4 separate regions of the Mus musculus genome follow, and all the other regions are linked to region 3. The links are chromatin contacts, called in public Micro-C and promoter capture Hi-C maps. All regions are on one chromosome and are shown on one strand. Each heading gives the region's core, a stretch centred on a gene start, on an enhancer-like site or on the middle of the called end of the contact. The rest is flanking DNA. Distances are from core to core; before and after follow the strand shown.

Evidence for each region. Promoter capture Hi-C pulls out the DNA fragments that hold promoters and counts their contacts. Hi-C and Micro-C count contacts between places; a contact is called where the count stands out from the background. Capture Hi-C pulls out chosen DNA fragments and counts their contacts.
Region 1: a contact with region 3 is called in a Micro-C map of embryonic stem cells, with 2.5 times the contacts expected there. The contact joins the promoter of Pdzd4 here to the promoter of Dusp9 in region 3. A contact is called at or near these places in 2 of 484 Hi-C or Micro-C datasets (both in embryonic stem cells) and 1 of 9 other capture datasets (liver).
Region 2: a promoter capture Hi-C map of liver shows a contact between it and region 3. The contact joins the promoter of Idh3g here to the promoter of Dusp9 in region 3. A contact is called at or near these places in 2 of 115 datasets of contacts at active chromatin or transcription factors (embryonic stem cells and memory CD8 T cells) and 4 of 9 other capture datasets (adipose tissue, embryonic stem cells, liver and 1 more).
Region 4: a promoter capture Hi-C map of embryonic stem cells shows a contact between it and region 3, with 2.4 times the contacts expected there. The contact joins the promoter of Zfp92 here to the promoter of Dusp9 in region 3. A contact is called at or near these places in 3 of 39 promoter capture datasets (the 3T3-L1 cell line, the SN4741 cell line and embryonic stem cells) and 1 of 9 other capture datasets (liver).

The regions. Positions count from the first base shown.
Region 1 is chrX:73,823,708-73,826,407 of GRCm38.p6, reverse strand. Pdzd4 (PDZ domain containing 4) reads left to right here and starts at 1,439. Exons shown (of 8, transcript NM_001029868.2): 1 at 1,439-2,126. The coding sequence starts at 2,067.
Region 2 is chrX:73,785,474-73,788,173 of GRCm38.p6, reverse strand. Idh3g (isocitrate dehydrogenase 3 (NAD+), gamma) reads left to right here and starts at 1,277. Exons shown (of 13, transcript NM_008323.1): 1 at 1,277-1,399. The coding sequence starts at 1,319. It overlaps Ssr4 (signal sequence receptor, delta), which reads right to left and starts at 1,151. Exons shown (of 6, transcript NM_001166480.2): 1 at 868-1,151. The coding sequence starts at 934.
Region 3 is chrX:73,638,153-73,640,852 of GRCm38.p6, reverse strand. It overlaps Dusp9 (dual specificity phosphatase 9), which reads right to left and starts at 1,412. Exons shown (of 4, transcript NM_029352.3): 1 at 1,212-1,412; 2 at 49-660. The coding sequence starts at 625.
Region 4 is chrX:73,409,706-73,412,405 of GRCm38.p6, reverse strand. It overlaps Zfp92 (zinc finger protein 92), which reads right to left and starts at 1,310. Exons shown (of 6, transcript NM_009566.5): 1 at 1,216-1,310; 2 at 676-718.

The DNA of each region.
Region 1 (2,700 bases), core at 190-2,689, 190 kb before region 3:
ATCTACAGAGCAAGTTTCAGGACAGTTATAGCTACATAGAGAAACCCTGTCTTGAAAAAAGAAAGAAAGAAAGAAAGAAAGAAAGAAAGAAAGAAAGAAAGAAAGGAAGGAAGAAAGGAAGGAAGGAAGGAAGGAAGGAAGGAAGGAAGGAAGGAAGGAAGAAAGACTTGTGCTAAGTTCTGTGGGCTAGGCTGGGGGAAAATGTTTTTGATGACTGGTCAGGACCTTGGTGAAATACATACAATTAGAAGGTAAAAAGATTTGGAGAGGATATTTCTAAGAGACTGCTCTTGAAGTAAGGTGATCTAGATCTTATGCTGTAGGCATGAGGAAGCTCAAATTACAGGGCAGAGGGGGCTGTTGTGGCAGTAACCATGGTGGAAGGACTAGGGTCCATCTCCTCTCCCCGGGGCTGATCTAAACACAGTGCCTCCCATCCACAGACATTTGTACTGAGCTCTCAAAAAGGGTATTCCTCAGGAAGATCTACTGGTCATCTCCTGAAAGGCTCAAGTTTTGCTTTCTGGGAAAGACAGTTTATAAGCACTCATACTTCCTTTCTGGATTTCAGGTTATTCCTATTTCTGTCTTTTGAACCAAAGTGGGGGTGGAAAGGAAAAGTATTGAAGCAGCCTCCCCCAATACTGTTAATTAAACATTTCTATGCTGTTATAAATCCCCTCACTCGCCAGAGCCTGGAGATAAAGACCAGACAATTTTATCAAAGGATCTTCTGCAGGTAAGAGGGCTAAGCAGCTCTCTCAGGCAGCCTCTGGGAACCTAGCTTTCAATCGGTCATTGTTATCTAGCCAAAGGCCATCTTTTCCTCTGGTTTATCAAGAAGAGGGGCAGCCTGTGGGAGGGAAGAGGCTAAAGGAGAAGTGTGAGGAGGGAAGGCTGGAACTGAGAAACAGACAGCGGTTTCAGTGCAAGCAAGGGGGGTGCCCATAAAGGCCCCAAAGAATGAGGCTTCTCTGTAGTTCTCTTGCCACCTACAGCACCCCCACGTTTTTCTTCTAAACAAAGGTATCCGTTTCAGAGATAGCAAGGGAATGGCTCAGTTAAAGCAGGGAACCAGTCTTTAAAGAGAGACAGAGGAAGGAGTACAGACATTGGGGCTGATACATTTAGAACCTGGGAAAGGGGTGAAATAGCCTCTCCTTGAGACCAAGGCCCTGAACTCTCTTCAGGAGTCCAGGGAAGCTTCTTCTTCAGACAGGATCCTCTTTTCTCAGGGACACACCTAGCAGACAGGTCCACTAGACACCTCGCCCTCGGACATTGGCATTATCTGGTCTCAGGGACTCAGGCCCCGCCCTCAGCTCCCTGCGCCGACTCCTGAGGCCCCCTGCCGCTCCCGCCCGCACCCAGCCTCTGCTTCTCCCACGCGCGTGCGCCCCTTCTCCGCACACCTCCCCCGCTGTTGCTGCGGGCGCGCGCGCGCGCGTTCCGGTGTTCCAGGCAGGAGCTGGAGACAAGCGACCGGCTGTGGGCCAGGCTCTGAGAGAGCGCCGTGAGCTAGAGAAGCGGGACCCTGCGAGGCTACAGCTGGCGTGGGCCTGGCCGCCTCTCCGTCGGCGGGCCGGGCCACGTCGCCAAGCCCAGAGGCTGGACTCCCGGGGCTGATGGCCATGGGCGGGAGCTGGAGACGACAGCGGCAAAGGCAGCGGCAGCGGCCGGCCCCGCGGGCGGGGAGCCGTGTGGCCCACGGCCCCTGACAGCCCCTGACGGCCCCGGCGGGCAGGCGCGCTCCCGCGCCTCCTGGGGTGGGGGGGCCGTAGCCAGGCAACGCCCGGCGCGCCCGCCCATCCCCCGCCGCCCTTTTTTTCCCCTGGCTGGGTGCGAAGGAGCATGCCTGTGTCTGGCCTCGGCCAGCAAAGAGTTAAGTCGAGAGGCTTGGAGCTGCCTTCCTCTTGGGGGCGTGCCCCCCTCCCCCGCTAGGCGGCTCGGCCCCCCGGGGTAAGGTATGGCCCCGGGCCCAGGCCCGGGACCCGTGGTCCCACGCACTGGCCAGTGAAAGATACCTTCCTCTTCCCGCTCTCCTCTTTCCCTCGCCGGCCAGCATCATGGGATGTAATATGTGTGTGGTCCAGAAACCGGAGGAGCAGTACAAAGTGATGCTTCAGGTAGGGCGCCTGGGCTGCTGGGGAGAGGGTCGCAGCCGGACCTAGGAAAACTGTAAACCCCGAGGGGGAGGGCCAGGTAGAGTCAAGAAAGGCAGGTGTGGGAGGGCGAGAGGGCTCGAGAGAAAAAGGTAGGGAGCTGATCTCGCCCTCAGATTATGGGTTGCTGGGTGCTGGCGCCCTGTGGGAACCATCCAGGGATGGAAGGAACTGGGTGAAGAAGATATGTAGGTGTTCAAGGCACATCACCTGGCACTCCGAGTGCGTAACGACCACTAACCATGTGTCCAGATCAGCCCAGGTGGGAAGTTAAGATTCTGTCCCGGGACAGTGAGGCGCTCAGTGGCCCGCGCGGGATGGAGGTTGCATAGCAACGGTCTGGATTCCCGGCACATGGTCCCAGGGTTGGAGCCTGACCCAAAGAAGCAGTGAAGTGCCTGCGGGACAGAGGCCGAATCCCGGGCCTGGCAGGCCAGATTTAAAACGTCGTCAATGGAGCTGGGTTTGAGTACCCATTTTCCCATCCACTCTCTAGACTAAGTCACGACTGTCGATTTCAGGGCCTCAGGCATTTTGG
Region 2 (2,700 bases), core at 28-2,527, 150 kb before region 3:
ATGGCAGGAGGAAAATGCCTGGGAATGGCTCTCAAGGCCATATTCCACCAACCCTTCTGTGACCTGCTCAGCTGGGCCTTTCCCTGTAGACACTATGGAACCCCTAATAGATGTTACAGCCAGGTTTGTCTTTTTAAGACACTGCTAGCAACAGACTGAAGGATTCTCTGAGGGGTGGGTAGAAGGGATGGCCAGAGGCTACCTGTATGTACAGAAACCAAATCGTCCTTAGTTCAGGCTCTCAGGTCTGAGGTGCTAACATCTTTCAAAACACATGCCGGCACTCCAGATTGAGCTCAGCCCCACTACCACGTTACAGATGTCTCACAAATATCAACGGGTCTGTGCACGGTTCAATTTTGCTATGAACTTTGGGGTGGGATATACCAAGGCGTCACAAAAAGTCGAGGCTCTGGGCACTAAAAGCCCTTGCTCACTTCATCGGTTCCCTATCTAACTCGCCTAGTGCCCTTACTCTGATCTGCCTCCCTCTCTTAGGTTTCTCTTGGGGAAGCCTGGCCTATGCAGCATTGGTTCGTAGCTGCCAGCACTGCTCTTGTGCGACTACCTTTTGACACAGGAACCAGGGACATACATATCACCTTCCCTGCTGGAGCTGGTGGTCGGAGCATGGTACTGCTTTGGGGGTTCTCCCAAAAGCAGACAAGGAAGCAACCTGGCTGTCGGGTAAACGTGTGTGTGGTGCTTTGGTCGCCACGACACAACACCCATCGGGGGAAGATCCCGTCAGTAGCGACGAGCCCCGGGAAGGGCCAGATCCCCACCTCGCGCACACCCTTCCTCCCCCCAGCACCACCTGCCAACAGCAGGGGCGCGCCCCGAAACAAGCTCCGGCCAGGCCGCTACCTGAGCAGCAAGATAGGCCAGACAGCAGGAGTAGTGCCAGGGCGCCGAAAGATGCCATCGCCGCCATCGCCTCTTCTCTTCCGAGGGGAAAAGAGAGCAAGCCACCCTGGACATGCGGAGCAGACGAGGAAGCGCGACGCGTAAGCGGCCTCAGCACCCAATCGTGCGTCGGCGGGCTGGGTCGGGCATGGTGACGTCGCTGGCGGCACTGACGTGTCCGCTTCCCTAGCCAGGGTCCCAACCGGTCGCACTTCCCTCCTTCTCAGCCTTCCCCTCCCCAAGATGGCGGAACAGTGCTCTAGGCACCGGAAGGGGGCGTAAGAACCGGTGTGACTGTGCGCGTGCGTAATGCTAGCGTTTTCTCAACCCATACCCCGGATTTCTCGCTGTCCCCAACTGTCGCGAGAACGGTGCTTAATGTTTTGACCTGTAGAGGTCCTCACTTTTCGTCATGGCGCTGAAGGTGGCGATAGCTGCTGGCGGTGCTGCAAAGGCAATGCTCAAGCCAACTCTCCTCTGCCGTCCTTGGGAGGTGAGTGGTGAATGGGCGGTGGGACATTTGCAGGCTTACAGAGGGACTTAACACCCAATTGAGACCCGGAGTCGGGTAACGGCTCTTTGAGCAAACACGGAATTCGATTGGCTGTGCGAGCCATAGGAGGGGCGGGGAGAGGGCTGCACTCTGGGGTTCACTGGTTGCTTCTGCTGTCCGTGAGGCGGTTGGCCGAAATTGACTCTGATCTGGCTCCTCTGTGCCTTCCTCCGGAAGGGTTGGGAAGGTAGACCGCAGTAGCTAGGTGTCCCCTCCGTAGTGTCCTTGTGGAAGCCCTTTTGAAGAGGCCACGTGTCCTGGCCCACCTTGCATGTACCATCTAAGCCTGTTTCTGGACTCAGTTCCTCCTTGGTTTTCCCTCTCTTAGACTGCTTTGCCCTAGTGGAGGTGGAAAATCAGACTTTATCAGTATCTCTCTCGCTGTGTGTCTCTCGCTGTGTCCCCGCGTTCCCTCTCCCGGTTTCTCTCTGTCTCGTCGAACACGCGGTTTCTCTCTGTAGCCTGGAACTCACACTGTAGACCAGGCTGGCCTTGAATTCAGAAATCCTCCTGCCTCTGTCTCCCAAGTGCTGGGATTAATTAAAGGCATGCACCGCCGCCATCTGGCTATCCATAATCCTTGATCCCTCCAGATCTTCCGCCTACCAAGCACCTAGATACTTGATTCTAACCAAAAGGCCAACAAACAAGCCCAAACCCCTGTAATGAGAGTGAACCAGGGTTCTAAGACTGGAAGCTTCTAGGGCTTTGCTTTCCTGGTTCTTTCTTTGGAGTCTTGGTTAGCTGGTTTAGCTCCTGGGTAGCACTGCTTAGCACCAGAAAACCAACAACTAGCTCTGGGGAATAAGAGCTATGACCTCTAGGCCTTGCTCTTCCACTGACCTAGAATATGGCATTAGGCCAGCTCTCTTTTCTCTCTGGGTTCCAGTGAGGAGAGAGGACTTTATGTTCTCAAAGCATTTGCTGACTCTGACCTTCCAGAATGCCATGGGGTTTTTTGTTGTTGTTGTTGTTGGGGTCTTGGGGGCTTTTTTGTTTTGTCTTGTTTTGTTTGGGGAAGGGAGCTACATATGCTACATGAAATTCTATTTAAAATAGGGACTTCTGGTTCAGCCAGATGGCTGAGTGGGTAAAGGCACCTGCCTCCAAGCTTGGATACCAAGTTTAATCCTTGGAATTCTTGTAAAATGCAAGGAGAAAAAGGACCCCACAGAATCATCTTCTCATTGCCACACGTGTGCTATGGCTTCTTCCTCATTGTTGAGGAAAGACCAGCAGCA
Region 3 (2,700 bases), core at 163-2,662:
CCTGAGGCCTCTCCAGAGTGCTCTCTCAGGCCACTGACCCTCACTTACCCTGTAGGTAGTATGCTGGGTAGCCTTCTTCCCGCAGCTTCTGGAGCAGGACGCCCAGCACCGAGTCAGCATCCCACTCTTCTTTGGCCTCCGCTTTGGCCTCCGCTTTAGCCTCCGCTTTGGCCTCCGCTTTGGCCTCCGCTTTGGCCTCCGCTTTAGCCTCCGCTTTGGCCTCCGCTTTGGCCTCCGCTTTAGCCTCCGCTTCGTTCTCCGCTTCAGCCTTAGGTTCGGCCTCCGCTTCAGCCTTAGGTTCGGCCTCCGCTTCAGCCTTAGGTTCGGCCTTCGCTTCAGCCTCCGCTGCTTCACGATGGCACTGGCCACTGCTACCCTGGTCGTACAGGAGCACAGGGGCCGGTGGGGGAGGCTGCAGTGGTGGCCCAGGCAAGAGCGACCGCACCGACATGCTCCCCCTCCGCAGGCGGCGCAGCATCAGCGAGGGCAGGGCCACGCTCAGCGCCCCGCAGATGCGCGCCGACTCATACAGCTCCCGGCTGCGGCAGTCCAGCAGCAGAAGCTGTGGGCGCGGGGACGACAGCTCCTGACGCAGCCACAGGCATGACCGACTCAGACTCTCCATGGTCGCGCAGCGTCCTGCACGTCGGGCAGTGGGTGCTGTGGAGAGAGGCAAGGCGCGGAGTGAGGGCAAGTTTGTCTCTACTCCTGCAGCGTGGATCAGGCTACTGAGGCGGGAAGTCAACCCCTGTCCTGAGGGCAGGCTTTCAGTGTCCCCGCAGGGACATTCCTCTACCGCCTGCTTCTCTCCTCGCGCTCCACCCACAGTGAGAACACCAAGGAAGGCGCCCCTGGAAAAAGACCCGAGGCTGCCGCCACTTGGGCGCTGCTCCCTGCCCCGCTTACATGGAGTTTTCGTGAGACATACCCCAGAAGATAGCTGGGCGTCTACCGGTCTCTGAAGTGCTAGGAGGACTAAAACCAGTTCCCTCCACACCCCTTTTCTGACTTTCTCATTTGCTCTGATCTCCATCACTCCCCAAGTTCAATTTTGGATGTGTGGAGAAGTTGGGTTCAAGGCCCGGCTCTCCTCTAAAGCCCGGAAGACCCAGAGAACAAGAGGGTCACCGAGGTTGTGGGCCTCGGCGAGTCCCGTAAGAGCTGACTCGGCCCCACTCCTACCCACCCCAGGAGAGAACAAAAGGAGAGACCTGGAGCGAGATCCAGAGGCAGGCGACTGCACCCGGACGTCCTGGCCACAGCTAGTGCCACGGCAGGGCGTAGGTATCGTTCATGGAGACGGATCCCCCAGGCTTGGGCGCTCGGAGAGGGCGGGGTGGTGGAGCAGGCTCGCACGTGGAAGCCAAGCCTCGCGCCACTCGTGCGCCGGCCGCTTCCTGGCAGCAGAATCCAGATTCCACCTTGGAAGGCTCTGCCTTCGGACCGACTAAGTAGCAGCTCAAAGGGGCGGGACGGGGCGGGGCGGTGGGGCGGGCTCAGGGAGCAGGAGAGCCAACCAGGGCTAAGGAAAAGCCTGGTGGGAGTTGCAAGCCGCAGGCTGAGCTAGGGCTTCCACCCAGGCGGGACAGGGTCAGGGCAGAGGCCAAGGGCAGGTCGGGGGCCCAGCAGGGGACATGTTGCAGTTGCCCCTGCTTGGCGCCAGTCTGGTCCCTGGAAGCAGGAAGAGGGGTGGGGACAAAAGCCCAGAGCCCCAGAACCAGAAACTGTCTCAAACAACTCAATAATGCTGAACTACCTGGAACTAGATGGCCCCCATCTGTATAATGGGCCAATCAGAGCCTTCTAATGTATTTTACTGTGAGATGCCACTAAAAAACTGAAGGCACAAGGCAGCTCCTGGGTGTGCTATTTCCATCTGGGCTTCATTTGTACAGGCCTAGCTAAAGGTACACAAGAATTCCGAGCACCCAACTCTAAACTGAGACACTGTGCTCTTATCAGGTGAAGAGGGGCGCCTCCCCAAAGCCTCTTTCCCATAAGCCCCTGGATGGATCCACGTGGAAAGAAGTCGTTTTACTGCAATATGTCCCCATCCCCATTCTCCTTCTGGCTTTTCTAGTGGTCATGACTATACAAGTCACTGTCCCAGTTTTTGAAACTTCAGCGTGTCTCCACCCTGCCCCATTCCAGAGCACCATTCAGTCCACTAAGGCTGGTGGCCTCCAGCCAGCCCACTGGACAGGTGATGAACAGGAAAGACACACAAGGGCTCTCCTTGCCTGGGTGTTCTAGTCCAGCAGGACACACTAACAATAAGCAAAGGCACTGGACCAGATATCGGGGTGATAAGTGCTGACAATGAAAGGAGAGGCAGGGGAGGCTTCTAAAAAAGCCCCATCTGGCCATGTGTCCTTTCTCTGCTAAAAGCCCAAGAAAAGCAAATAACAGTTTTAAAGGAAAACACACAACAGATAAGATAAAGCTCGCACAAAATAATCAAAGGGTTAAGACCCCGTAGATAAATGGGTAAGGAACTCAAGGACTGCATACTCTGCCCAAAGGAAGGAATGTGATGGGGTAAGAATATATGGGGAAAGGTTGAAGCTCAGGCATGGAAGGAAAGCCAATTCAAAAAAATAGGGAAATACTTCCCAGTCACTACATTAGTAGAATGTTCTCAAAATGAGAACGCCAAGTGTTGGCAAGAGCTGACTGGGGCTTGATTATGTTGTGGACAAG
Region 4 (2,700 bases), core at 61-2,560, 230 kb after region 3:
CCTAGAATATTCCTTCAAAACAGAAACATGTGCCTTATTCCTTTATCACCTTTAAGTTTGGATAGAAATTTTCTAGTCCCAGCACCTAAATTTGCAACTGGGCCTCCTTTTTTCAGCTCTTACTATCTTTCATTCAACCCATGTAGTTACTATTTTGAAATGTTTATGACTTATGGTCTGTGCTCAGTCACTAACTCCAACCATAGAGGGGATGATTTTTGCCATCTCCTTTGACAGGTCTCAGACAAGTCTGTAGTAACAACCTGGTTCATAATGGTTCTTGACAGACCCTTGTTAGATGGAACTAGTCATAACTAGTACTGCAGGAAAGCACTAGGCACAATTCCCCGTTCAGCTCAGCTCTACTCATTTCCTCACCCGCTTTCCCACCTTTCCTTCTGCCTTACCCCCTAAGTATTGGCTTGGCTGAGGTTTTTGCTCTTCCCTGGAGTGGGGGAAGCACAGTGGACACTGGTCAACACACACAGTGGAAAGGCACAACTCTTCATTCCCGAGAGCCACAGGTTCATGATTCTGATGGCCTGTCCCAGTCTGGGGGCTCTCACGGCTTGTGCCTGTGGGCTGTTTGCCAGGTGCCCTGGGTAACAGTGCCATGATCTCATAATTGGAGCTTGCCCAGACTTCCCCCACCCAGAGATATAAAACCAAAATTACCTGGGCAGATCAGCTGTGCAATGCTCTTGTGCCAGCCCCTGGTCTGAAAATCAGGAGAGAAATACAAAAGCTTCAGTTCCTTTGCTCCGCAGCCTCCCTAGCTCCCAGCTCAGCCCAGCTCCTCTTCCCAGGCACTAGAAAACGGGATCCCTGAAAGCTCCTGCTCAGCTCATTCAACACTGTCCCGGGGCTTCCCCAGATGTCGCCACTACAGCTTCTCCTTCCATCCTCTGGCCACCTGTGTCCTGTTCAGCTCAGCTCTACTCATTCCCTCACCTGCTTTCCCACCTTTCCTTCTGCCTTACCTCCTAAGTATTGGCTTGGCTGAGGTTTTTGCTCACACCTTCTGAGATAGGCCAATGATCCTTTAGTACTTCCCTTCTCCCGCCTGCTTGCCTACCTGTACGCTATACAGCTTTGGCTTCCTCTCTCCACCCCTACATCAGGCAAAACCAGAAGCCAAGGATGCTGCCTCCAAGAAGCTCTCCAGGGAGGCGTCCTGGAGAGGTTCTGAGCTCTCAGACTGCTGTCGGACCTCACCTTTGTTCACGAGGTTCGTCCTGCGTAGAGACCTTTGGCCAGGTCCTCTGCTGCTGCTAAGGAGCAGGGTGAGTGAGCAGGCGTGGCTGGGGCGGGGGCGACAGCGGCAGCCTGGGAACGGGGCGCAAAAGGGGAACACAGAGCATGCGCAGCGCTGCAGGAGGGCGGCTCAGCGCACTCTCGCCCCACTTAGGCGTCTGGTCTCACTCCCCATGAACCCGGGACACTTCCATTTTCTGTCTGGGCTGCTCTGAAGCAGTCTGATTGCAGTGGTCATTGTATGGCAGTACTGAAGCAACAAGAGAGGCCCCTGTTGATCCCATATCATTGATGAAGCGCCTCCCATGGATCAGATCACTGGGAATTCCACCCACCCATTCATTTATTTCCCTAGCATCAAGTGGCCAGGCCATGGTCTCCTAGTAAAGGACAGTTCCTGTGAGCAGGAAGGGCAAGGATCAGAAAAGAAGCATAGGGCATGAAGGGGGACCTAGGAGATGACAACGTAGAGAAGGAGAGAGAAGAGAAAGTGAAAGAACTGGTGGTGACCTACTGAACACAAGCCAGTCTTTTTCCTCAAGTTACCCCATGTGGTCAGCAAGCCAGCCCCCCAGGGTAGACATCAGGGTTACCATTTTCCCACATAGATCACCATCCATATGGTAGAACCAATATGGAAACCCAAGGGCTGGAGTTCTACACTTCTTTCTGGAAAGTTCCGAGATCTCCCAAGAAAAGTCAGTGTGAATAAGAGTAGAACATAAAGAAAAAAGAAACTAAACCATATTATTGGTGCTACCAAAGCCTCCCAACCCTGGCTTCTAGGAACTGAGCTGTGTCTTTCCTTATAAAGCTGACCAGGGTCTTCTGTCTTAAGGTGGCCTTGAGACCAGGTGGGGCCAAGGGCAAGGAGCCCTCTGCAAGTCTGTGATCCTAGGATAAGCCTGTCATATTTCCCAGGCTTGGGGGAAAAGCTAGGACCCCCCGGTCAAGATGCTTCTGTCAGTGAAGAGTGGAGACTGAAGAGGAACAATGGCAAGCACAGCTTTGGAGCCCCTTTCCTGGAACAGGCTGGGGGGCCCTCAGGGCCCTCAGCTGTGGGTTTCAATGAAAAGATGCCTGCTCACTGGGGCTGTTGGACAGGCATACCCAGGTCTGTGTCCCAGAGTAATGTACACCCCCCTGACTCCCAGTGTCTGTGAATGTGGCCACACACAAGAGACAGATCTCTGAGGATGTTGTCCCATTAAAGATGGAGAGATGAGATCACCCTGATCATCCAGGTGGCCCCAAGTCCAGTGACAGAGGTTCAGAGGCACACAGAAGGAAAAGGCCTGGTGGTAGGGGTATGTGGCCACAGCCAAGGGAAGCTGGAACTGCTAGAAGAGGTGGGAAGGGTCCTCCCTCAGCCCCTCTGAAGGGGTGCGCACTGACTTTAGGCTCTAGCACTCTAGAGCTGTGGGAGTCTGGTTCCTTCCAGGCTCT